Linked DNA regions of Mus musculus: region 1 is linked to region 2. A link is a contact called in public promoter capture Hi-C data. All regions are on one chromosome and are shown on one strand. Each heading gives the region's core, a stretch centred on a gene start, on an enhancer-like site or on the middle of the called end of the contact. The rest is flanking DNA. Distances are from core to core; before and after follow the strand shown.

Region 1 (6,186 bases), core at 2,463-4,962, 2.4 Mb before region 2:
AGGCTTAATTAGAAGATATTCACGAACACATAAATACAAACATAACACTATCAAGTCAGTCGTGTATTTTCTAGAATTTCTTTAATATTATTTCCAGGTCTTGAGAAATTGTTTTAATCTCATTAAGTACTATGAGATTTAGTGTTGAATACTCATTCATTTTTTTAGCGATTTATTTAATGCTCAAAATTGCAATGAAATACTTTTATCAGATAGCGTTTAATAAATGGAATAAATTAAGTGTGAGCCAAGATAATAAATAACTCGTTGTCCAGCTAGAGGCCTACATCACATACTATATTTACAATTGTAGAGCAGGAGGACAAGTACAGACTTGTTTGTGATCTGCAGGCCCAGGAATTTAGACTCTATGATCACCCTAAATGCAAAATCCAGTTGAGAATTTTTAAATGCCACATTTCTTTTGAATCTCATTTTAACTCTTAATAATCAATGATACTGAAGGATAACACAAAAGCAATACAAAACTGACAATCTTTCAAAACATTACCAGTTGATTTTTTTTTTTAAAGTGGGAAAGTATTACCTTAAAAAATACGAAACATAGTACGTGCAGAATTGTAGTTATATCTATTAAAACCAGTTTTGTGTTTTTTAAAAATACTACTTTTGAAATGGTGGTATATGCCCTTAAATTCTGAACTTGGAAAGCAAAAAGGCAGACAGGACTTCTGAGTCTGAGGCCTGCCAGGGTTACATAGTAAAAAAAAAAAAAAAAAAAAGTAGCAATGGAACTTTCACTTTTTATGTAGTTACTTGATGAATAATATGAATCCGTTCTTGTGGAGGAGTTACAAGTCTATATTAAATATGGCCACTAATGTTTATTATCCACTATGGTTGTTTATTCTAAAGTTTTAAATATAAAAGAAAAAAATAATTTCTGCAAACAGAATTACTAAAGTTGGAAATGAAATGCTAGTATGTCAGTACAATCTGAAGGCAGAGAGCAGCACATTTTGATATGAAGGTGTGTATTTGCACTGAGCTCCACTCTCTCTACTTCAGGATTTTTTTCATGTGCAAGTCTGCACATTTAAGTTGTCACAGATGTGTAAATACCATTACCACTGAAGGAATTAAATGATGAGTTCATAAAAATAAATAAGTAAAAAGGCACTCCACAATCATCATTATGCAAACATTATCCTTGGTATTCTATATAACTACTCTTTCTGTGAAATTATACAGTAAAATTTCTTCTCTTTTATTGTTTTCACAATAAAACAGACTTACTAATTCAACCGTTAAGATTTACCTTTCTTAAAAGATTTGGGTCCTGGAACTGAGATGTCCCTCATTTGAGTGTTAAAAAGAGTGAACTGCTTACTTCAATTCAATGATGATGTCAGGGACCCTAAGTTACATTATGCAGAGATAAACAAAACATCTGGCTTTGTGGAACCCAACACAGTAAGCACAAAATTAATTATATCTTTAAATTACAGATTTTAAAACAGGAAAAAGGTATGCATTGAATGAAAGTATTGCTCGTCTCCCCATCTCCATAAACACAACACACACACACACACACACACACACACACACGAGTGCATAAAATTATCTCACATATCTGACTTACTGAAGTTGCCACATAACTATTGTCAAAGCCTTAAAAAAATCCTTTTAAAATAATCGTTTCATATTAAAATTAAAAATAAAACCAAGACATTCAACTGTCAACTGTACAGTATTAACTAGAAAAGCCTGCACTGACCCACTTCCTATTAGCATCATGACATGGAAGCATGCTAAGAAAACAATGAAAATTACTATATAACAACTTTTAATTTTGTATTTAAAATTGGCCACTGTCTTGAAATGTTCAAATGCTATACATTCAATGCCAGTTGCTTTATGATACATTTGTTTTCAAATTGCAAGTTTTGTTATTTTAGTAGTCATAGTCAATGGTGAACCTGCTAGATTCATGCTCAAAAGAAATCAAGGCTATTTTTTTCACATCATACTTAATTCTATTTTAAAATTGCTATTAAAAGCAATCTTAGACCAAATTCCATATATTCCTTTCCATTTTAAAAATAGTGCTATGCTTTAAAAAAAGGTCAGTTAATAAAGAATCCTACAAAACAAGCCAAGTTCACATTTAAAGAACACTTGCAATGGTTCTGATAGAAGATGGACTTGACTCTGTGTATATATATTAATATTGTTATCAGTCTCTAAGAGTTCAATTAGCATTGAAATATCCCAAATTCCCATACAAGAAAATACAGGACTAGTGTTCCATCTAGACTCTTTTTAATAATTACACAAAATAGCAAGAGCTTTTTTACATTTAAAAAAATTTCACTTTACCTTGTAAATTTCTACGTTAAAATAAAATACTTTGTGCAAAAGAAGCATTTCCTTTACAGTCAATACAAAGAATAAATTCCCTAGAAGGGAAATTAAGTGCGAGAATAAAGGAGGCAAAACCATCCAGAAAAAGCAGCTAATCCAATTGAATGAAAAAGACATGTTAGGTTTTTGTGCTGCATATTAATGCAATGTCTTGTTTGGTCAAAATTCACAATACACTTCTTGCTCCTCCTATGACTACAAAAGGAGTCAACACATTTTTTACATTACAAGTTTCCAATTCATGCCACTATCATGCAATGACTTAATCTTGACCCATATTTCCCTTACTGTATATGGAAAAATGCACAAATAACTTGTTTATCTGCTTACAATTGAGAAGAGGGAAGCATGGTGTGTGTGTGTGTGTGTGTGTGTGTGTGTGTGTGTGTGTGTGTGTGTCTAAGGAGACCAGGGGTGGGTGCAACCTTCCCCCGTCCAGAGGTGGCACAGCCATGCACCCGGCTCTGGAAACCCACCTTCAATGAATGCATTAGCCTCCCCTTCGGATGCCGCCGCCGCCCCCCATCCCCTTTGCAGCAGCAATGTGCCTAGGCTGTTCTACCCCAGCGATGGAGGATCCTCTTACCAGATGGAGTTCTTGATCTTGTGTTGCAGAGCGTTGGCCTCTGTCCCTGGCAGCCCGGGCACAAGGGCTGGCAGAGCCACCCCGGGGTTGGGGGCGCTGAGGGGAAGCTGCTGAGGGGCATCGAGCTGCTGTGGTGGCGGCTGTTGTTGTTCCTCTGCCATCGCTGCTGGAGGGGAGGGAGGGAAGATGGGGGCGCGGGGAAGGGTGAGGGAAGAGACGCGGAGGGGAGGACGACGAGGGGAGGAGGAGGGGGAGGGGAGGAAGAGGAGGAGGAGGGGGAGGAAGAGGAGGAAGGAAGGAAGCTGGATAAGCTAGGCCTATACCCCAGGGCTCGAGTGAGTCGCTTTCTCCGGCCGCCTGAGGGACATCCCCGGGGAGACCGCGCGGCTCCTCGCGGCTCTCGTCACGGTTCCTCTCCCGGTTCTCCTCGCGGTTCTCGTCACGGTTCCTCTCCCGGTTCTCCTTACGGCCCCGCGCGTCACCGCGGCAGAGGCATGGCGGCGCCCCTCAGCCCCCCGTCAGCGGCCGGGGCTGGGGGGCGTCTGAAGAACGAGGTCCGTGGTCGGGCGCCCCCTCGGCCCCAAAATCCAACCCGACGGGTCTCTCGGGGGGCCTGCCTCCCCGGCCGCCCTCCCCCGGGGGCCTGGCGCCTCCGAGCTCCCCCACGCCGCTCGCTCCCTCGCTCGCTCCCGGCCCCGCCGCCGCCGCGGCCACTGCTGCCCTGCCAGCCCGGAGCAGCCCAGCGCGCGCAGCCGCACTGCGGCCCGGCGCAGACGGCACAACACCTACCGCGCGGCCGGGGGGCGTGGACGCGCGTGTGCGGGCGCGGCGCGGGGGCCGCAGGGGGGCGCGGAGCGCGCGGGGCGGAGCGGAGCGGCTACGGGCCGCGGGCCCAGGAAGCCGCGGCGGGGGCCCCGAGGGAGCGGTCGGGTGGCTGCGGCGGCCGAGGGGGTTGGGGGGGCGTGTTGGGGGCGGGGAGCGGGCTCGCGTGACGGCGGCAGGGAGTGGACCTGTGCCACCGTGCGGCGTGGAAGGGAGAATTGATCGCTTCCTAGTGTGTAAGGTGAAACGAATCTACACGCCCTCCCGCCCCCACTACACGCTCGCGAGCGTTTCCCCTCTACTAGTCAGGACTGCTTCCTCTCTCAGCCACCGGACTGAGCTGGAGCAGGTGAGAGCTTTTCGACGAGCTAGCGCAGCGAGCCTACTCGGTCTGGTCGGAAAATGGCAAGTGGCAAGCTGGTGGAAGTGCTCCTCGGTCGGGCATTCAAAGCCCTCCAAATCTGGCCCCACTTTAGCCGTCCAATCACAGCCGCCTCCATCCCCCCTGCAAGAACTCCCAGCTCCAATCAGTGAAGTCTCCATGCCATCCTCAGCGCGCAGCAGATTCATTCTTCCTTGGTGCCTTTGCCCATGCTGTTCCCCACCCCACCCCCTATGCCAGGAGTGCCCTCCCTGCTCTACACTCCCAATTCAGCCCAGGCTCGGAGACACACAGCTCAAGTCGCGGCTTGTCAGGGTCCCTGGCAGCCAAGGCCCCTCCTGTTTCTCAAAAGGAACACATGTAATACAACATGGAGGCGCGAGCTTCAGCCAAGAGCTCTTCCTTCGCAGCCATCTAAACTCACCCCAGCCAGAGACTGCCCACCATTTCGCCCCCTTCCCATTCATAGACAGCTTTGCTGGCTGAGAGTGAGACTCCCTGCCTCCAACAAATCATTCCTCTTAGAAGAGCAGAAGAATTAGCTTTTCTAGGTGGGGCTGGTCAGGAAGGCTAAGCGCCTGGGTGTAGAAGACAGCAGCCAAAGCCTCTGGCACCAGATGGAACAGCTGCACAGCTCGCACTGACCTTTCTCAGTGCCTGTGGCTGTAATGAGCCTCCCAGCCCGTAACTTCTCTGACAGTGTTTCTATCAGACTTGGCCCTGTCAGATTTTCTGGCCACTTTCCTGGATGGACTTTGAGCTAGGAGGCCCTGCCACCTTTCAGACTTCTAGTGGGTGGTGAATCTGATTGGCTTGGATTGCGTGGTCTTTTGAGTGCTCTGTTCCCTGCCTTGGCCTGAAACTCTCTTGCTTTGTCCATGTGGCCTCAGGCCTGGTTCATACAGACTGGAAGCCCATACTCTGAATGTTTGCACCTGGATGGGTGGAGGCAAGGACACCCTTGCAAAATACAGTTTCCTCCTGAGGATCCAGACTGTGTTCCAGAATGCATATTTATAATTCTGTATTCACGGGGAAGATGATATAAAAAGACAATGGGAAAAGTGGCCCAGACCCCTTTTTCTAATTTTTTTTTTTTAAACCCGAAGAGTGATGGCCTCACATTGCCACATTCGGGGAGGGGGGGGAGGGGGAGAATCAACAAAGAAAGGTAACTAGGACCTGCTAAAGACCTTAAGAAAAGGAAGTTGAGAACCGAGATGTCTTTAAAATAACTTCACTACCGGTGTCACACAGGCTGGCTTCCCGAGTGCAACTTTTCAGTTTTTAATAGGTTCCATAAAGAGCCACGCATCCCACAGTCACCGCTAGAGGGCTCAGCAGAGTTACAGCCCCGATTTGCCCTCTAGCGGCGATTCTGAACAGAGTGCGTTTACGGCGACTTAGGGCCTTGGGGACTGGCAGCATGGCAGTTGGAGCAGACATCTGGAAGCATTAGGTTCAACCAGCCATGAGAGGGTTTTCATATAGCGACAGACTGAAGACATCCTCTTGCCAGAATGAGACACCCTTTCAGGAAAAGAAAGATCATTGCTCACACTTAACATCTGAGAGGTAAATTTGGGCTTTGTTACAGTTTTCATAGGAGACTGAATTTAAATAAACTATGCTTTAAAGAAACTTGAAAAAAAAAAAAGTGGTAAAGTTACCTTAAACCTTGGGTAGGGATTCAGGGCAAACCCAGAGAGTAAAGGCCAACTTAGAATCATGGTGGCTCATTTTCTCAGTTTCAGTTCACCCCCATGGGAGTGAATAGAAAACATTTTAGTGAATATGAATTTTTAAGATAGCATTGGTTATGAGCAGATCCCAGTCACGGAAAGTGTAAACTTCCCCTCGAGGGTGTGTATGACAATGGGGAAAAAAACAGTCTGAGGAATGCCAATTGAGCTGGGAAGGAAAACTCTGGTTTTACAGTCAGAGACAGCATGGAGAGTGATTTGTAACCCACTGCAGTGGTCTAACAAGAGAATTGACAAAGTGGCTGTGG
Region 2 (5,917 bases), core at 2,253-4,752:
ATTCATCTTGAACTCATCCCGTTGGTTTTGGCTCATCTACTTTACATTTTTTTTCTTCCAAAGATTTATTTATTATTATACATAAGTACACTGTAGCTGACTTCAGACACACCAAAAGAGGGCATCAGATCTCATTAAGGGTGGTTGTGAACCACCATGTGGTTGCTGGGATTTGAACTCAGGACCTCTGAAAGAGCAGTCAGTGCTCTTAGCCGCTGAGCCTTCTTGCCAGCCCTACTTTACATTCTTACAAATACCATTTTTAAAAAATATTTTTGAACATTTTATTCTTTTTATTTGGATGGGTGTTTTACCTTGTATGTATGTCTATGCACCCCATACATGGATGCCCACAAAAGCTAGAGGAGGGCATCAGATCCCCTGGGACTGGAATTACAGGTGGCCATGAGCTGCTGTGTGGGAGCTGGCAATTCAACCTGGGTCCTCTGGAAGGGCAAACAGTGCTCTTAACCACTGAGCTACCTCTCCAGGCCCAACAAACACGTCTTTTGACAAACCTAGGCCCTCAACTTTTTTTTACTTTATTTGTATGTGTGTGCTTGTGTGTGCTTGTGTGTGTGTGTGTGTGTGTGTGTGTGTGTGTGTGTGTGGTACATATGTATAGTTGTGTATTCCCATATGTGGGGACACAAGGAGGTTAAAGACTGACATTAGGTGTTGTCCTTGATCGATCTATCTTTTGAGGCAGGATTTTGTCTATGCCTTCACCTGCTGGGCTGTCACTGATGAAAACCATCTTTAGTTTTACAGTTGTAGTCCTTTGGGAAGGCGAGGCAAGTCAAGTTTTCTTCCTTTGAAAAAAAAATTTTTTTTTTTTTAGTAATAAACTGTGCTAGCATATAATAATTTGTGGTAACTTCATGGTTTGGTAATTAAAGTAAGGCAAGGGAAAAAAAGCCATTTTCTATAATGAGTTACAATACAAACAATTCTGGAACATTGAGTACGTGACTGCAATTTACCTGACAGGTGTGTAAAGGGGTAAGGAGCTTAAATTAGGATTAAAAATAGATTGCCTGAAAAAAAGGGGGAGCGGGGAGAAGCAGGAAGTCACAGGCCTGATTTGACACCGTTTTTGAAATTTTAGAACTAGTATCATAGTTTTTAAAAAAAAATTAAGTGAATTGTTTTTACTTTTTTGTTTTCTTTAAGACAGAGTCCCCTCTGTAACCCAGGCTCACCTGGAAATCACAATGGCGTCCAGTCCACCTCAACCTACTGTCTGCTAGATTTAGAGGTATGAGCCATCAGGCCTTGCAAAGGAATCTTTAAATATGTGGTGTCTTATGTTAATCAGCATGATTGTTTAAAAAAAGAAATTAAGTCGGGGTGTGTGTGCGCTTACGGCAAACCCCTCTCGCCTCCCAGGTATTCCCCTGCCTTACCCCAGAGTGTGAGGAGGACTTGTGGTAATAAAGTTATGCTTTGACAGCCACCAGAGTGACAACTCCCACCCCTTCTTAGGACCTTGACTCCTTGACTCCTGGCCCGTGGCAGGATGAAGCAGGATAGGGAGGGAGCGAAGGGAGAAGGAGGGAAAAGGAAACAAAATGGACAGGAACTGACTGTCTTGGTTGTGAGAGGCACACCCTGCGCTAGAAGGCAGCCTATGGGAACAGGTAGAAAGCCTTGGAACCTGACTCTGGCCTCATTGTGAGGAGAGCTGGCACTTTATCGTAACAGCTGTGTTTCCAGACACTGTGGCAAGTAATATGTTTCATTTGTGCGTGCGTGTGTGTGTGTGTGTGTGTGTGTGTGTGTGTGTGTGTGTGTGTAGGTCAGAGGACAGCCTCAAATATCATTCATTAGGCATGATCCACCTTTTAAAGACAGACTTAGAACTCATCAAGAAGGCAAGGCTGCACGACCTATGAGCCCTGATCTGTCTGCCTGTCTCTGCTTCCTCAGCTCTGGAATTACAAGTGAACACCAAATCCCCATGGCTGGCATGTTTATTTATTTTGTGCATGTGGGGAGCCTGTGTGAGAATATGTGCACGACACGAGTTCTCTCTCTCTCTCTCTCTCTCTCTCTCTCTCTCTCCCTCTTCCCCCCTCTACACACACACACACACACACGCACACGCACACGCACACGCACACACACACACATATATATATGAAATTCAGAGAGGATGAAATTCAGGTCCTCACACTTGCAAGGCAAGCACTTATCTACTGAGCCATCTCCTCGCCCCCTCAAATTTATCTTAAATGGTGGAAATTCTCAGAGAACCTTTCGCCATGGGATTGGATCCCATCCGTATTTACACGCTGTGCACCAAGTGATACAGAAAGAGAAATAAACCATCACACACTAAAGAACACTATTAGGTGAGATCTCCGTGAGACAGGACTTAAGGCCATGCCCTCTGGTCAGCAGTCTTTTTTATACCCGTCTAACTATCTGATCAATATGTGTTAGGCTGCAATGGCCGGGAGGGGAGCAGAGTCCCTGCCTTCTCCATCTTCATCTTCTCCATTTCACCTTAGCAGTCTCTCTCTCTCTTTCTCTCTCTCTCTCTCTCTCTCTCTCTCTCTCTCTCTCTCTCTCTCTGTGTGTGTGTGTGTGTGTGTGTGTGTGTGTGTGTGTGTGTGTGTGTGTGTGTTTTGGGGAGTTATTACTTTACAGGCGAGTTAATTACAGAACACCCAAGACGACACATAAATAACTACAGGATCGAGAATTCCAAGACCAGAGCTTTCCCAAGTGGCTGCACAGCCTGCGTTCTTCCTAGCTTCCTTTGAATTGGGGGCAGAGGAGAGCCGCCAGACAGGAGCACCTACACTGGGTAAGCCCATGCCTCTACGTAAGAGCTATGAACCAGACGCAGTGAGGTGAGCAAAGGTGGGATCCTCCACTCTTCTTAAACCCCACCTTACGGAGAGGAAGCAAAATTGTGAGTGATTCCTGCTGAGGATCCAGCACTGATGGGAAGGAGAGCAAAGCTGGAACTCCCTGGGAGCGAGGCAGAAGGTAGGAAGAGGGCTGGGAGGAGAAACGGGCATTTTCCCAGGGGTCCTGTCTCTTGTGCGCGAGGCTTGGTGATTCCCTCATACACACTTGTCGCCTGGAGGGTTCCATCACCTGTGCAGGTGTGGCGCTGGAAGGAGCTGTTTCCTGGACTGTGGTCTCACCCCTAACTTCTCCCCAGTTTGAGGTGGGAAAAGCAGTTAACTATTTTTGTGGGAACCAGGCTTGGTACATAAGGGATGCTAGGATTCCCGGGAAAATGATTGATGACATAGAGACCTGGAAGGCTGGGCTCTCATTGAAGCATCCTTCCCTACACCTACCTCTGCCTCCAAGTCGACGCGCCCTACGACGGGACTGAGGTTCTTGTAAGCAAGTCCCCGCCCGCTGACTCCCTGCAGCGAACTGGGTGGGGACCCGCGGCGCCGCGGAAAGGCTATTTTGAGTGTGGGAACGCGGTGGGAGGAGGGGCGCCGGCGGGCTGGGCGCGGGCGCGCGGGGAAAGCCTCCAGCTCGGGCTGCCACGGCAACCGCGTCCAGGCAACGCGCCCGGAAGAGGCTCTGGGAGGCGCGCGGCGGCTCGCGCCCTTCCAGGGTGGGGGAGCCGCGAACCCCGGGCCGGGCCGCGCGCGCGCTGATTGGAGCGCGGGCCCGCAGCCGGGTTCGCCCCGCAAAGCCCCGCGCTCGCGGCCACCGCACCCAGAGCGCCGGCGACGACATGGGCAGCCTCGGCGCGCCAGATCCGCGCGCGGGTGAGTCTTCAGAGGTGTCTCCCCTCCCCACATGTCCGGGCATCCTCTAGACTCAAGCGGCGGGTGCTTCCGCAGGGACCGTCGATGTGACCTTGGAGCAACCACTCCATGGATAGGCATGGGATAGTGCTGGGGAGAGGGGGTGAGGGATGAAGCCTCGTGTGCCCCGCGTGACACTCTGGACGCGAGAGGGTTAACTGAATGCTGACGCGCAGGGCTGAAGTTAGGCGCAGAGCGCAAGTGGCATTGCATCTTCGCGGGGGCTGCAAGCTAGCAGACAGAAGAGGCCCCCGAGGGACTGTTTGAGGAGAGCCAAGGGTGTGCAGAGTTTGCCAGGACTAGGGGCAAGTCTATCATTCACAGTTGGAGCTGAGTGACCTTGGGTGGGTTAGCCACATTGCTCCCGCGGATTCTCTGGTTTTCATCCTTTGAAAGGAAGGGCTCTGGTTCTTTCCAGTTGCAGCACAAGGCTGTTTTGCTGGTACTGTGAGCTGAGGAAGGGACCCTCTGGGGATGCAAGACTTAACCATATTTATTCCGCAAGGGGTTTCCAATGAGCTGGCTCCCAAAGTAGCAAGAAATGTTACCATTTTATGGAGGGAACAGTCTGGGGTCCGGAAAGGCTCCTTAAAATGCATAGATTAAAATCCCTTCGGTGCACTTAAGTCCTGAACCCAATCAGGGTCCAAGCTGCCAAATACTTCTTTCCTGTAGTTGATCTGATAGGAAACTTTGTGTCTGAACAGGTAAAATCAAAACCCAGTAGTGGCAGGCAGTGGCAAATTAAGTGAGTCATTTCTTCAATGTGCAGAAGCTGTGTGTGTGTGTGTGTGTGTGTGTGTGTGTGTGTGTGTGTGTGTGTGACATGCGCATGCGTGCACTCAGCTTAAAGTCTGTGTATGCTGTTAAGAGGTTATTTCACAGAAATAATGTTGAACTGGTTTGGATCTACAGAGGGAATCACTTAGAACTAGGGCCAGACATTTGCATTGTTCTTTGGAGATTTGGGGTTAGGGGGCTAGCAAGATGGCTCGGTGGGGGGTGGGGGTGGGGTAAAGGTCTTTGCCATTAAACTTGAGGACCTGGGTTTGATCTCTGGAACCCACATTGTGAAAGGAGAGAATCATCCAACCCCCACAACTTGTTCTCTGACCTCCACACCCACACAAGGCACAGGAGCTAAACGAATAAATGTAATTAAAAAATTAACGAATTAGCTTTCTGAGAGTAAATACGTTCTTTATTAAGAAATGCACATTGTATCTACCTTGGCTTGTGTGTGTGTGTGTGTGTGTGTGTGTGTGTGTGTGTGTAGAGGTGACTTACAGGCTGTGGTATTTTTTCTAATTTTAGCACTGGCTGGAACTAAAAATGACACAGAGGCCATTTTTCATCCATAAACTTCCCTTTCCTCCAAGGGGCCACAACAGGTCCCCATGACTCCCATCACTGGACTGTTGAGATGCCTCTGACGTTGTGTTCCAAGGACACTCTTGATATCCATGGAAATCTGACTCTCTCTGTAAAACTGTGAGCTGGGAAGCCAAGTTTCCAGTTAGTAAGCTTTTGCCAGCTCAGCTACCTGAGGGCTTAGAAATCTTTAATGGTTTACATATTAGAAATCGCATTAGCATACAGATACAAAAGTCCTCATTGCTCAAGAATTCTGCCTGTGAGCCTACAACCCCTTTAAAGACCCACAAGTCCTGGACCTTAGATCCTTCGTTGGCAAAGGACTCATTCTCCTACCCGTGCTGGCTGCTAACCCACCGTGTCTCCTCTCATGTATCCTGCAGCCCACTCCTGTATTTTCATTTCCTGTCTCCGAGCCTGTCTCTCCCCACCCCCCTTCTCCCCTCTGCCAGGGTGTGAGCACAGCCTCCTTCACAACACCTCTTCTGAGAACCAGGATGACCTTGCCCATATTCTTTAGTGCCACCTCCAACGTATTAACTCTTAGAATGTGATACTGTCTTCTCAAGACCCTCATTCCTGTGTTCCTGGTTTGGTACTTGCCAGACCTGGTGGCCCTTCAGAATTGCTCTGCACATTTTGAAAAAGACAGGGTTTATTTAGTCTCTCAAATATCAAGATGGAATCATTAGGGTGTTGTAGGACCTTAAAAATCCAAAAACAAGCAAACAAACAAAACCCTTTCTATAAAACAAGCA

Evidence for each region. Promoter capture Hi-C pulls out the DNA fragments that hold promoters and counts their contacts.
Region 1: a contact with region 2 is called in a promoter capture Hi-C map of liver, with 5 times the contacts expected there. The contact joins the promoter of Rfx7 here to the promoter of Fam81a in region 2. A contact is called at or near these places in 1 of 39 promoter capture datasets (liver) and 1 of 115 datasets of contacts at active chromatin or transcription factors (astrocytes).

The regions. Positions count from the first base shown.
Region 1 is chr9:72,529,766-72,535,951 of GRCm38.p6, reverse strand. It overlaps Rfx7 (regulatory factor X, 7), which reads right to left and starts at 3,712. Exons shown (of 9, transcript NM_001033536.1): 1 at 2,972-3,712. The coding sequence starts at 3,132. It overlaps 4930509E16Rik (RIKEN cDNA 4930509E16 gene), which reads left to right and starts at 4,094. Exons shown (of 3, transcript NR_045735.1): 1 at 4,094-4,142.
Region 2 is chr9:70,139,142-70,145,058 of GRCm38.p6, reverse strand. It overlaps Fam81a (family with sequence similarity 81, member A), which reads left to right and starts at 3,502. Exons shown (of 9, transcript NM_029784.2): 1 at 3,502-3,746.